Linked DNA regions of Gasterosteus aculeatus: region 2 is linked to region 1. Evidence: chromatin contacts called from public Hi-C data. All regions are on one chromosome and are shown on one strand. The core of a region is the stretch at or near the end of the contact, and the rest is flanking DNA. Distances in the headings are between cores, read along the strand shown.

The links. A called contact is a pair of places that touch in the nucleus more often than the background predicts.
Region 2: a contact with region 1 is called in a Hi-C map of skeletal muscle, with 3 times the contacts expected there. The contact joins the promoter of efcab7 here to the promoter of atg4c in region 1. A contact is called at or near these places in 3 of 6 Hi-C or Micro-C datasets (skeletal muscle and whole body).

Annotation. Positions count from the first base shown.
Region 1 is chr8:10,472,889-10,478,920 of fGasAcu3.hap1.1, reverse strand. It overlaps atg4c (autophagy related 4C, cysteine peptidase), which reads right to left and starts at 2,888. Exons shown (of 11, transcript XM_040184880.2): 1 at 2,650-2,888; 2 at 2,416-2,537; 3 at 1,456-1,539; 4 at 1,074-1,304. The coding sequence starts at 2,491. dock7 (dedicator of cytokinesis 7) reads left to right here and starts at 3,900. Exons shown (of 52, transcript XR_013468592.1): 1 at 3,900-4,060.
Region 2 is chr8:10,620,269-10,626,300 of fGasAcu3.hap1.1, reverse strand. It overlaps efcab7 (EF-hand calcium binding domain 7), which reads right to left and starts at 2,459. Exons shown (of 13, transcript XM_040184205.2): 1 at 2,036-2,459; 2 at 1,220-1,431; 3 at 940-1,026; 4 at 267-501. The coding sequence starts at 2,165.

The sequences.
Region 1 (6,032 bases), core at 1,639-4,138:
GAGTGGCTCAGGCTATAAAATGGGCCAGACTAGAGTCTAAGGCATTAACAAAATGACCTTGATCCAAAGTGAATCAAAGTGAAATTGTTCAATAAATATCCCTAAGTGGCCATTAGTCATTTTATAGAGAAATATGTCATTAGTGACATATTTTAGATTGGACAGAAGAACAAGTTTTAAATATTGTTTTCCAAATGACTACATTAAACTCTCATTATGAGGACCTGTAAAGTCTAGGACACTTCAGAGACAATAGATCCAACAGATATGAGGAATTCACTCATCTTAAATGCTTTTTCATCAACCAAATTAAACTTTCCTTTTTAGACTGAGAATGAGGAAACTGTCTAAACCGGCTAGAAGTTCCCTTTACTGCTTTGATTTAAAATAAAGAAAATGAACATGGGATCCAATTGCAGTACATTTCAAAATGACCTAGAGCGATCCGATATCTGATTTACTATTGCTATTTCTTTAGAACTAGGACACCCCATCAGCCACTGGAGCTACCATGCTGGATACATTGTCCTTATTAGATCTCTGTAAAATTACAAACAGGTGTTTGCGGATTAATCACGGTCCATCTCCGTATTAATTTAAAGTAAAAAAAAGCCTGGGAACTGCAGTGTGTAAGCATCTCAAAATATCTACATGTGTAGCTTCTTCTCTTGGGCCAAGGGCACTTCAGCAGGGGCTGTTAAGAATGAAGGAAGGTACATTTTTCTTTTTCACAACCAAATAATTCCAGCTAGTCCGAGAATTCAAATCAGCCTTTTGAGAGAGAGCTTTCTGACTTGTGAATCAAAAAAAGCTTAGTGTGGGACTCCTCGCAATGGTTTAATATTCCCGGAAGTGAAAAGCCATTTAATTCATGCAATTTTACCTGCTCAAATGATCAAATGAATGATCGAATGTGATCAGACCTTTCAAAATAAAATTTAAATGATTAAAGTAAAGTCAGAAAGAAATGAATCCACTTTTCTAAGAAGGAAATATATGTCGCATTTCTTCCTTTCCTATGATCATGTAGGGTTGGACCTCTTCTCAGGTGGGGTCGCTGACATTCTACTCACCTCGGCCCAAGAAGTGCAGGGTGAGTGCCTGAGCCAGCATCATCTGCCCAGCTCTCAGCATGCAGCCCCAGCCGCAGTCGGAGGTCAGGGGGGAGCTGGGCAGAGGCGGCAGCTCCTCCCTGTAGGTCAGCCACACTCGGGACGCAAAATCCTTGCGGAAAGCTTCGGCGTTCCCCGTGACGGAGTCCTCGTCGGAGGCATCGTAACAGGCTTCAGTGACACTTTCGTCATCTGGGGAAAAAACGGATGACGTTTGATCCACTCAGATATGTGCACAGTGGACAATTGGGATTTCTGTGTGATTTAATGGCCTGAATGGCCATGTGAACATCATTACAGGTAGTGTGTATTTAAATTGTAGTCCTGTGCATGTTTGCTATACCTTCTGCCTTAAAATGGTAACATTTTCCGAGAAGAAACACCGGGGAATTTCTACTGAATGAGGTCTTTGACTTTAGAGCCCAACCTAAGAAACACAATAAAGAAGACAATATGTTAGTTAAGTTGATGGTTAAAAACAAAAGACAAACTCTTCCTATTGTGAAGACCCTGCCTCTTTTGGCTGCTGAGCTATGATGTGCAGATGACAGTAAATGTGGTTGGGTCATAGAAAAGGGGAATTGGAAACCAGTGGTCCCAGTTGTATAAGAAAGGACCTGGTTGTCTTTCCTTTGACCAAACTAGACTTCACTCACTCATTCATGCAAGATCTGAGGATTACTGCCTACTTACTCTTATTATTGTACTTACTACCCTTTTTTCCTCTTTTCTCCCTGTTAAGCTGTATAGAAAGGGAGACAATAACCACATTTTTTAAAATCAAAATAAACTAGCCTTGGTGGACCTGTTGGCATAGAGCTATTTTAAAGGCTGACTCAACAGCAGTAGGTTGTTGTCTCATTGAATTCTGATGCATGTTTGTATCTGTGCCGGCTCTTGTGTCTGCAGTTGATCTCTCTGTATTTACTTTGACTTGTAAAAATGTCCCTGTCTTTGTTCAGCACGGTTCCCCTTGATTTTTTAGCTGCATGTCTATTTAAATCCTCCTAGAAATTGTTCCTGGAACCGTGAACAAGTATAATGTAAGCATTGAAAAGTAAGATCCCTTGTATTTGGGCATAGAATATAATTGGTAGGCCTATATAAAGCGGATTCTGATCTACGAAGTACAATAACTCCAATCGAGAAATTAAGATCGAAGCTCAATGGACAGGTTCAAACTACACACCACTAATGCATGACACTAGTATACTTCACATAAAGTGGAGAAAGGACTAAGCTCGGGTGGCATGGATGTGTGCGCGTCTAATGTGTGCGTGTTAGCCTGAAGCAAACGACTTACTGTATTTTACATTGTGCCACACAGACAAGAACTTTGTCTTCAATGTTTCCACCTCGTCGCTCCCTTTATTCTCCATTTAGACCAGCAAGGGATGTAACCCATTCCCTCACCGCGTACAACCCCTGGTGCACAACACACAGACGAGTGCAAAGAAGAGAGTATGAATAGGTGACCCGGATCAGTCCATAAAGGAGAATTACGTGAAATCACAGCTTGCAGTGAACAAGTATTTACCTCGGAACTTCGCCTTCGATCGAGATTTTTTTCCTCATTTCCTTCCACCTGGTTACGTTGTACAAACTTTATTACGTTGTATATTGTTGTAATACCGATGAGTTAACGCAGTGCATCGCCGTGGACTTGCAGTGTAACTTAATAATACTGCGCCGCGGTCTCCGATGTTTACATATTGAGGAAGTAGCAGAGAAACACTCGTGATCTCGCGGTGTTTCCGCCTGGACCAAGAATACGCTCGATGTGTTAATCTGGGTCATCCGAGCGGGCGGAGTTTAAATAACCACTCGCTTGTTATTCCTTGTGACAGTACATAGTTTATTGTCTAAGGGGCCCAGTTTATGATAAATGCCGGGAAACGGATAAAAATCCAGAATCCTCTATTTGATCCAAAAGTAATCAACCATCGTGCAATCAATATGAATGTTCAAGTTAAACGCCAGGATAAACACAAATAAGAAAATATAGCATGGAACATGGAAATCCCGTATTACTTGATGTTTTATTATTTATAATTTAGTTGTAGTTAATTTGTAACTTTTTAAAACGGAATCAAAATATATCAGTGTGACTTTTATTCAAGATTCAAAGAATCTGTGTGTGTGTGTGTGTGTGTGTGTGTGTGTGTGTGTGTGTGTGTGTGTGTGTGTGTGTGTGTGTCTGTGTGTGTGTGTGTGTGTGTGTGTGTGTGTGTGTGTGTGTGTGACTTTTATGTGGAGTCATCTGTGTTCGTTTGTGTTTGTACTGTATATTTCATTATTTTTCATCCAGTAGTTTGTCTTGACATACTGCCGTTAAATAGTTACTAAATGACTTGTTGTGAATATTTGTTTGAAACTCACAAAAACATTACTGAAGGTATACTTAGAGTGTAATATGATACTTTTGCGAATGGAAAAAGACAAATATTTAAGTATAAATATTTGTCTTTTTTTGTTTGTTTTTTTATCTTGTAAAAGTATATACTAGTATATCTATCCATCTATTTTATCTATTTGTCTAATCTCTCAGGGTTGAAGTGAAAATTACAACATTTAAGTATGTCAATGGTACCATAATTTAAATGGTAACTGATCATAATCCACAATGAAAAAAAACCCCAAACCTAGTAGTTAAACCCTAACCTAAACAGAATGCCATTTGTAAGGGTGGCTTTTATGTGAAATTCACATATCCTAGTAGTTTTATTCCACACATTACGGTGCGCAATGGCTTTTCTTTGGGTGTGTTCTGTTGCAAACCATTACTGCCATTACGGTAATCATCCATTCTCCCGTTTTCCAGTTTTTCCTGTGGCCGAGGAGATTGGAAAGCGGAGTCTGCCTCCTGTAAAGGCTGCCTGGGAATTTCAAAGCTCATCGGCGGCCACAGCCATGGCTGAACGCCGCGCCTTCGCCCAAAAAATCAGCAGGTAAAAGACTCGAGACGCCCCCACCGACCCCCTCCCCGTAACGAGGTCGTCAAAGGCGCAGCGAGAACCATGTCGCCTTCACTGCTGGTCGCCCCGAGACCACCGGCGGGGGAAACCCTGTGAAGGAGGCCCGGCCAGCAGCGCAGCCCGGCCGCTGCGAGCTAACGTTAGCTGCGCTACTTAGCCACATCTATGAGATGCTCAGACCCACCCAAACAGACGTCACCGCTAGCTGCTAGTCTCTGTCCCCATGGATAGCTAACAAAGAAGGGAGATGGTTCATCCTTGAAATACGCTCGTCTCGTCAAAACGGCACTCGGGTTTTCGCAAATTATTTGCAATGCGAGGGACATGCTGTAAATTGTAAAAACGTTTATTTTAGACAGCTAGCGTTAGCCATCTTGCCCACAGTAACGTTCGCTAACGGCCAGGAGCTAGGAGGCACTGACGGGAGAGATGAGCCTGAACTTTAAGTTATGTTTTAGGCGAGAACCCGTCCTTGTAATGCAGTAAGACTGGAAACAAGAGCTTCCATCAACAGCTAGCAAATAACGATGTAATAATCTCCTCACCCGCCTCTCTGACTGATCAAAGTACGTTAATCTCTTTAACAAAGGTCTTTGTGCTAGCTGTCAAATGCCATCTCCCCAAGTGACGGCTGTATACATAGATACATATTCTGTTCTCTCAGTGTCAACACAGACATATTTAGCTAATCATTGAACTCACACTCACAAGTGAATCTCGTAAATATTGATAAACAAAATAATATGTGTCGGCTTCGTGATTCGGTTTTATCTCTGACCTCTGAACTCGAGAGGTTATGATTCCGCTATAACGTATTTGGAGAGAAGGAATAATTGCTCCCGCTTAACTTTTCGTTATGAAAAATCTAGATTATTAAAGAAGGCTTACACATGATCTTCTATTTCTTCCTCTTAGATATGTTAACTTTTTCAGTAAAAAAAACTCCACAAACATCACAGGTTGGATTCATAAGTCTGTCTGCTGTGATCACGTGGTGTCCACTCCGTTGTTGGTGCTGCTTGTGAGTTCACTCCCCATTAATCAAAACCCCAGCCAGTGATCGAACCTTCCCATCGATTGATGTGGATTGAGAATGAGCCGTCGCATGGCAGGTTGTTCGCACAAGAGGAGGCTGAGATGCCCGACAGGATGGTAAGCTGGCAGAATTACAGATGAACATACACAGTGATGCTGTGTACATCCTAATGGGGATACAGGAAATAAACAAAAAAACACAAGCATGGGGACTGTCCTTTGTTCATTTTGCTCAAAAAAGCGCTGCCGACTTTAAGTAATGGAAATAAGTTTCCGTATCTCACACGTTCATTCAAATGAAGTGACTCAAATTGCCAGTGACTTATGTGCCTTAGACACACGCACATCTCAGTCAAACGATTCTCCTCCACTGTCAGCTTCAAATGCCACAGCTCATTATTCTTTCGTGTTATTACCATTTTCAAGATAAGAGACCAGCGTTTGTTTTGGTGACCGGTGCTCAGTAAAGGTCCGGTGAGAGGCATCGGGGAGGACTCCTGAAGGATCAGTGCTTTGCTCCATTTGCACATGCTGCTGAATCTCTACTACGGTCCGTCATGTTATTCTGAATAAGGGGAGTGTTCAACTGTTGAGTCGGGCCACGCAGGTGTCCTTTGAAGAAGATTAGCTGGAAGCTCTTCTATTTTGCAACCTTGTATTTTTTTTAACGATGGGGCGGTGATGCACTGAGCACTATAGTGGCTTTGGGGAAACCAGACTCCGTTCAGACATTTACGGTTTTGCAACACTGTTGACTGGAATCACACCTAATCCTTGCTCACCCCCATTATTATAACCTTCAAGGTAGTTATTGTGAATCTGCTATCAGGATGGAAAGCAAAGGCAGACTAAACATTGGGTCACACGGTTGGTTACGAAGAACAGTGTATGAATAAGCGGTTGTAGCCTC
Region 2 (6,032 bases), core at 1,210-3,709, 150 kb before region 1:
TTATAATCTTTGCATTTTGCTTCCTTTCTGTGGTGGTGTAATGTTTCTAAATTCCTTTTTAAAGAGGTTGGACTATGTTTTGTGTGAGAAGAAGAATGCTTTTGAGCGGACAAAATGACAGAGAAAAAGTTATCCATGTGGAATCACTCTTTGGGTCTTTAATACAAATCTGTTGCAAAAAGAAATCCCACGCATACGCATACCCAGACTGATCAAATTCAGACAGTCAATTTCAGGTTACAGTATCATATCCCTGCGTGTTGTACCTTTCTTGAGTGTGGTGTCTGATTCTGCTTGGAGTGTTTCTGGAGTTTGAGGCACAGTCGCTGCCGCTTGTGCTGATGCTGCTGATGCTGCCGATGATGCCGATGATACTGAGCTCTTTGGAGGGCTGTATGACCGACTGCCAAAGTTCTGTCGCTTCAGCTTGGCATTTGCCTCGAGTCTCTCCAAAGCAGCCGTCTCACACTGCTCTACTGTAGACAGCAGCAATCTGCAGAACTGACAGCAAGAGGAAACCAGCGGTGAGAGCATGATACATGAGGAAGTTTTAAGAGATAAAGATGTTTTCATTGGATGGAGGTAAACATATGACAATTAATTAGACGATATTGGAGCGAATTTTAGGAGGTGATGGAATTGTTTTGTTTTGCACTATTGAATTTTCTGTGCTGCTTAGCATTGCTGAGTCTTCTGTATGTTATGTCAATTTACAACAAAAGAAACATGTTGAGCAAACTTAAAAAGTTAAGTAGTTAAGAGTGAACGCTATTAAATATAACATTTAAATAACCTATAAGCAAAGATTGAATAAATGCATTTAAAATACACATTTTCATAAGCCTAGACACATACAGTAGGTTAGGTGTATAAGATTTATCACCACAAGTCTAATCACCACATCAGTCCCCCTGTCCCTCCTTACTTATCTTAACTTACTTCTGCATAGTCCAGTTTTCCGTCTTTGTTGATGTCAGCCAAAGAAAAAATGGAGTTCACCTCTTCAATAGTCATCTTCTCCCCTCTCTATAAGATAGATGTAAAAGACAGATGTTCTTTAGTAGTAAAGAAAATCAGTTCATGTTTATCTGTATACAACATCAGAATGTATAGCTTATTCACTTACTCACATGTATTGAAAACCTTAGCATGAATCTTAAAAATAAGCAGTCGATTTGTTATAGATATCCTATAAACAAACTGTTTAAGGGTTACTCACCGTGGTAAGGGCCTTCTGCAGTTCACTGTGTGAGATGTAGCCGTCACTGTTCAAATCCATCTTTTTGAAGGCTCTCATTAGCTCAGTTTCATCAGTTTTCTTCTCATTTTTGAGAATCTCACAGAAGTCATCGAAGTTCAGCTTGGATGTTCTTGGGGTCCAGTATTTATTTAGAGTTGCGTGGGCTGGATTTCTACCAGCCTGCTGTAGAGCTTAAAAGGATAAATGGGAAAGAACATTGAAACCACCATCAGCAACAGCTGATGACAACCAATGATATTAGCATAAGGACATCTTTTTGCTGTGCTTTTTAAATTACATTTACATTATTTAAACTGTCCCACAGTGAGCTACTTTTCTTATCTCATCTCAACTAAAGAGTTTAGAAAATGTCCCTCTTCCTAAAACATTTTGAACATGTAGGTCGATGTCTGTCTCTCGGAGCTTGAAATTAGATCAATATGAGGCGTCATCAGCTAATACCTTTTGTAGAGGGGTCCCTAATTAGTGCTCAGCTGTGGATTCATTACAGTTTCTGGGAAAATCACATCAATTATTTTTAAATACTGTAAAACGGCAAAACCTTCAATCTTTAAAAATGGCCATCTCCATGTAACATCCTCATAACTCCTAGAGTGTGTAAATCTGTTTCCAGATGACATAATTATGTCACTGTCATATTAACATGCCAATCATATAACTGACGTTAGGTTGTAGTTATAGCATTAAAATGAATTGGCACATACATGCGTTTTACTGGGTTAACAGTTCTATAACAAGCAAGCGGTTTTTATTAATCAGATAAAATGAGCTTACCACGACATAGCTGCTGTTTCGAAGTAATATTTGCCAAACTAGATTTGAACAGAGACAGGTATGCGGCTCTACAGTGCACATAGAACGCCTCCTCTTCATCAGAAGGACGAGGTGACTCTTGAAAAGACATTTTAGGAGTGAGCGATGGACGTGGTTATAGCTAACCGTTAATGATCCTAATAGCTAACGTTAGCTAATTTAGCACTGTTCAGTTTATAAACGCGGACGGCAGGCAAATATGGCAGCTAACTGCTATTATCTTCACTTTTTAATTACACGGTAGCAATCGCCAAATAGCATTCAAGATGCATCATATTGAACCAGCTTCGCGTTAGCATGGACACTCTCCAAACACCGTTGCTAACTTGCCTTCTGTTGCTAGGTAAACAAAAACTCACTAGTGTTCACCAAAAACCCCACGGAAGAAACAACGTCAATTCTTTCCGTTCCTGCAAAAAAGAAAAGTAAATGCCAAATTAAGTAATTTGAAGTCTTAACATAAATAAACCGTCTTTAAATTAAATTCACGGGTTTATTCTTTAGTCAAACAGTTTGTTTCGTGTTCCAGTTGTCTTTCCATTACTGCGACATGTGGAACTATAAACAGGAGCATTTATGTTTTACTCCTACGGTTTGGATGTAGCAAAGGCGACAGATTTATACATTTGTGACGATCAATCTTCGCTAAAACCATCTTAAATTTGTTTTATCATCTATTATGTGGTCACATCTATCACCAGGTAAATGATAACTTTCTGCGTATCGTCAATAGAGTCTTCCCTGTCACAGATTTACATCACAGTATGTAATAATTAACACGGAGTATTCGCTTTGACTTTGGTCTGAGTTGGTCTAACCATCAATGTGGCTCTTATATTAACCGATATGGAAAACAGAGTTTTGTTGCAAATTATTGTTTGTTGTGGCCTCATACCTTTTTTTAATGTCTTGGCCTGCAATGGTCCCATAAAACAATTATATAAATAAAAATTAAATAAACAATTACTTTATTTTTGTGTCATTGAATTGGAAAATGCAGTGACCGTCATGTATTATAATTATAATATGAGACAGAGAAAAATACCCCAAATTATATTTTGTTGCATAATGTTGATTCCTGCTTCTGTACGTTCAAACACAATATTCCTTTACTTACGTATTGCAATTGTTTGATACATTAGGCTTTTATGAGCTCATGTTAATGTTGCCGTAACACTGCTCAAGTCCAGTTTCGATTTCAAAAACCAAGAAATTAGATTGGACTGAAATACTGCAATTACTTGACACCCCACACAATTTTTTAAAAGAATGAGACTTATAGACACAATGACTTAACTTAACGTCTTTACTGACTATACACCGAATTTAACAGCTAAAATAATGATATGTAGCTGTGAGGCAGAGAGTTACTGTAAAATGTGTTGGTTCTCAATCATCTTTTTCCAATGCAATGATTATTTTGAAGAAACATGAACTTATCATAATAGATTTGATGGTCCCGTATTTTCCCCATCAAGCGCTTTTGCTGTTAAAATTATTGTATTGTATTCAATCCACAAGCTCCATTCTCTGTCCGCATTTGGACATAACCTGTATATTCTGCAACTGCACCGTGGATTACAGAACTGGGGTTGTTGCTCATCCTGAAAGGGACATTCTTTAGGGCAATTTGTACAAGGACTTTTGATTTAAGCCACAAATAGAGAAATTACTGTCCCCATAAAAGTCCACCAAGCAAAGGCAACTTAAATAAACTTAAGTAAATATACAAATATACTTTAGATCGTGTTATTATATTATTATTATTATATCAATGAGTTATATTGTAGGCAGCAAACAATTGTTTTTACTGCTAATTGTCGATTTACTGATAGTTAGATAGATAGATAGTATAATAAGTCGAGCATCAAGTTGAAGGGTTACAGAGAACTCCTTTTGACGAGATGCTATGTTTCAATTGCCACACTTTCCTGATGCTCATGGTGACATATCAGAATTTAATGACAGGAGACACCGAATGAAGGAGATCTATCACTGGCAAAATGATCACACAGCACTAAAAATAGTTGTATAAGAGTCACTTAACACAAGAACCATTTCCTTAGTCAAGGCAGACAGTTGGTGTCTGGCGCATTGATCAAGTCCAGCATTAGTTTTTAATGTTATAGTGCTTTCACTAATACGTTACATGAGCTCAATTGACAGTACATTCATAATCCTCACTTGGTCATGTCAAATTAGGGTCATTTGGGGACGAGCAGTGTTTTAATTTAGCTAAGTAAGTTGTATTTGTATTGGGAATGAATAGTGGAACCTGCACACCAATGGAATGCGAGTATAAAATAAAACAGAGATATATAATGAAATGCATTATTAAGAATGATCCTTTTTGAGTTGCTTAAGATGAGCAATGCTTTAGTCATAAACAATTTTTCAGGATAGACGGAATGTGTTTTTTTTATTGTTTTATTTGCATCTTGTGATTTTCAAACCCCCTTTAACACTCATTCAGGCTCCCGCCAATGTTGGTGGTTGTGTGTAGTCTTTCTAGAGGTATATTTTAGATTTTCAATCATACAGCCAATTATATATTTAAAAGATTCCACTGTCATAATTACAATACCAACCATTCCCAGTCATCGTCCCAATGGGCCGACACTCCCTTCACGTTGACCAGACTGCACTCCCTCAGAACCAAACTGGAGCAGTCAGTGGATGCATCCATCAAGGCCAGTGAGGAGCTGGGAATATTTCAGTGCAAGACTTCTTCTTTGGTCTTAAATCTTTGCAATAGGCGGAAATGTCTCCGTCTCCATCATATCTTCAGATTGAGAGATGGTGGTGTTTTATCACATACTGAAGTCTGACATGACTTTTCCTTTCTCAATACAGCTGTGGGTTTTTTCCTGTTCATCCATTTCCAGCTGTCCCTTTCCTTATCCGGACCCTGGACTTAGAACAGATAGATAATTGGGACTTTTTCAAGTTTGCCCACGTGCTTCTATTTCATTAAGAGGCTTTTTTAGCCTTGACGGCACTCGTTCAGCGGACTCGGAAACACACCGACCAATCACATGCGCTTTAAACCATATCACGTGCTGCTACTCAGCAAATCAAATACCGAATCAAAACTAGGATGTCTCATACGTTTGTTGGATATCATTGAAATGTGATCCACCACTACGACGCAAAGCACAGACAATTCGAGCAAACGTACCAACTCACTCAAATCTGAAACTGAGACACAGAAAATAATCCCAACTCATGAAATCACTCCCAGAAAATAGTGTTATTAGAGAGGATCAGCTAAAAAGTGGTTTTAATTATCATTAGAAGATGAGAGTAATATACAATAATATATGGGTGACATCACTGCACTTGAATTAATTCCATTTAAAGTCGCAAGAGAGTTCAGTTAAATTCATGTTTCTTAAATAAAGTACTTTATGTTAAGATAAACATTTTTTGAATTCTTTGTTCCAGTCCTCATTGTAAATGAAATCAGAGAACAACATGTATTTATAATTAAAATACAACAGTCAGTTGTCGACTTCAAAGAGATGTTAATACAAATTCAATTTTTATGTTCCAAAATCATTATTGGTTAATCGAGACCTTTGCGTGAGGACACTGGACCTCGTTGCATAGGAATTGAATACCCCTGTTTGAGGGGTTGTGTGGTTTTCCTTCCATTTGATTGCTCCTGTATGTTTAATTAGTCAGCAGATGGCAGCAGTGAACAAGGACGTTTCCTCACTGGACGTCTGCTGAGCTAAAGAGAAATAGAGATTATGTGGAGTATGACAGAAAAACGGATCCAGAATGAGCTGCATTTGTCCCTTACTCAACTGGATGTAGAGATACATAACAACGAATTGTGATTTTTGTTCTGTTGGCATTCATTTAAGACCAAATTGTGCACTAGGCTCTCTATTTGTTCCGACTTTTAAAATACTGTTGGCGTTTGTGTGTTTTCAGCACCCAGATCTTTGAAGGA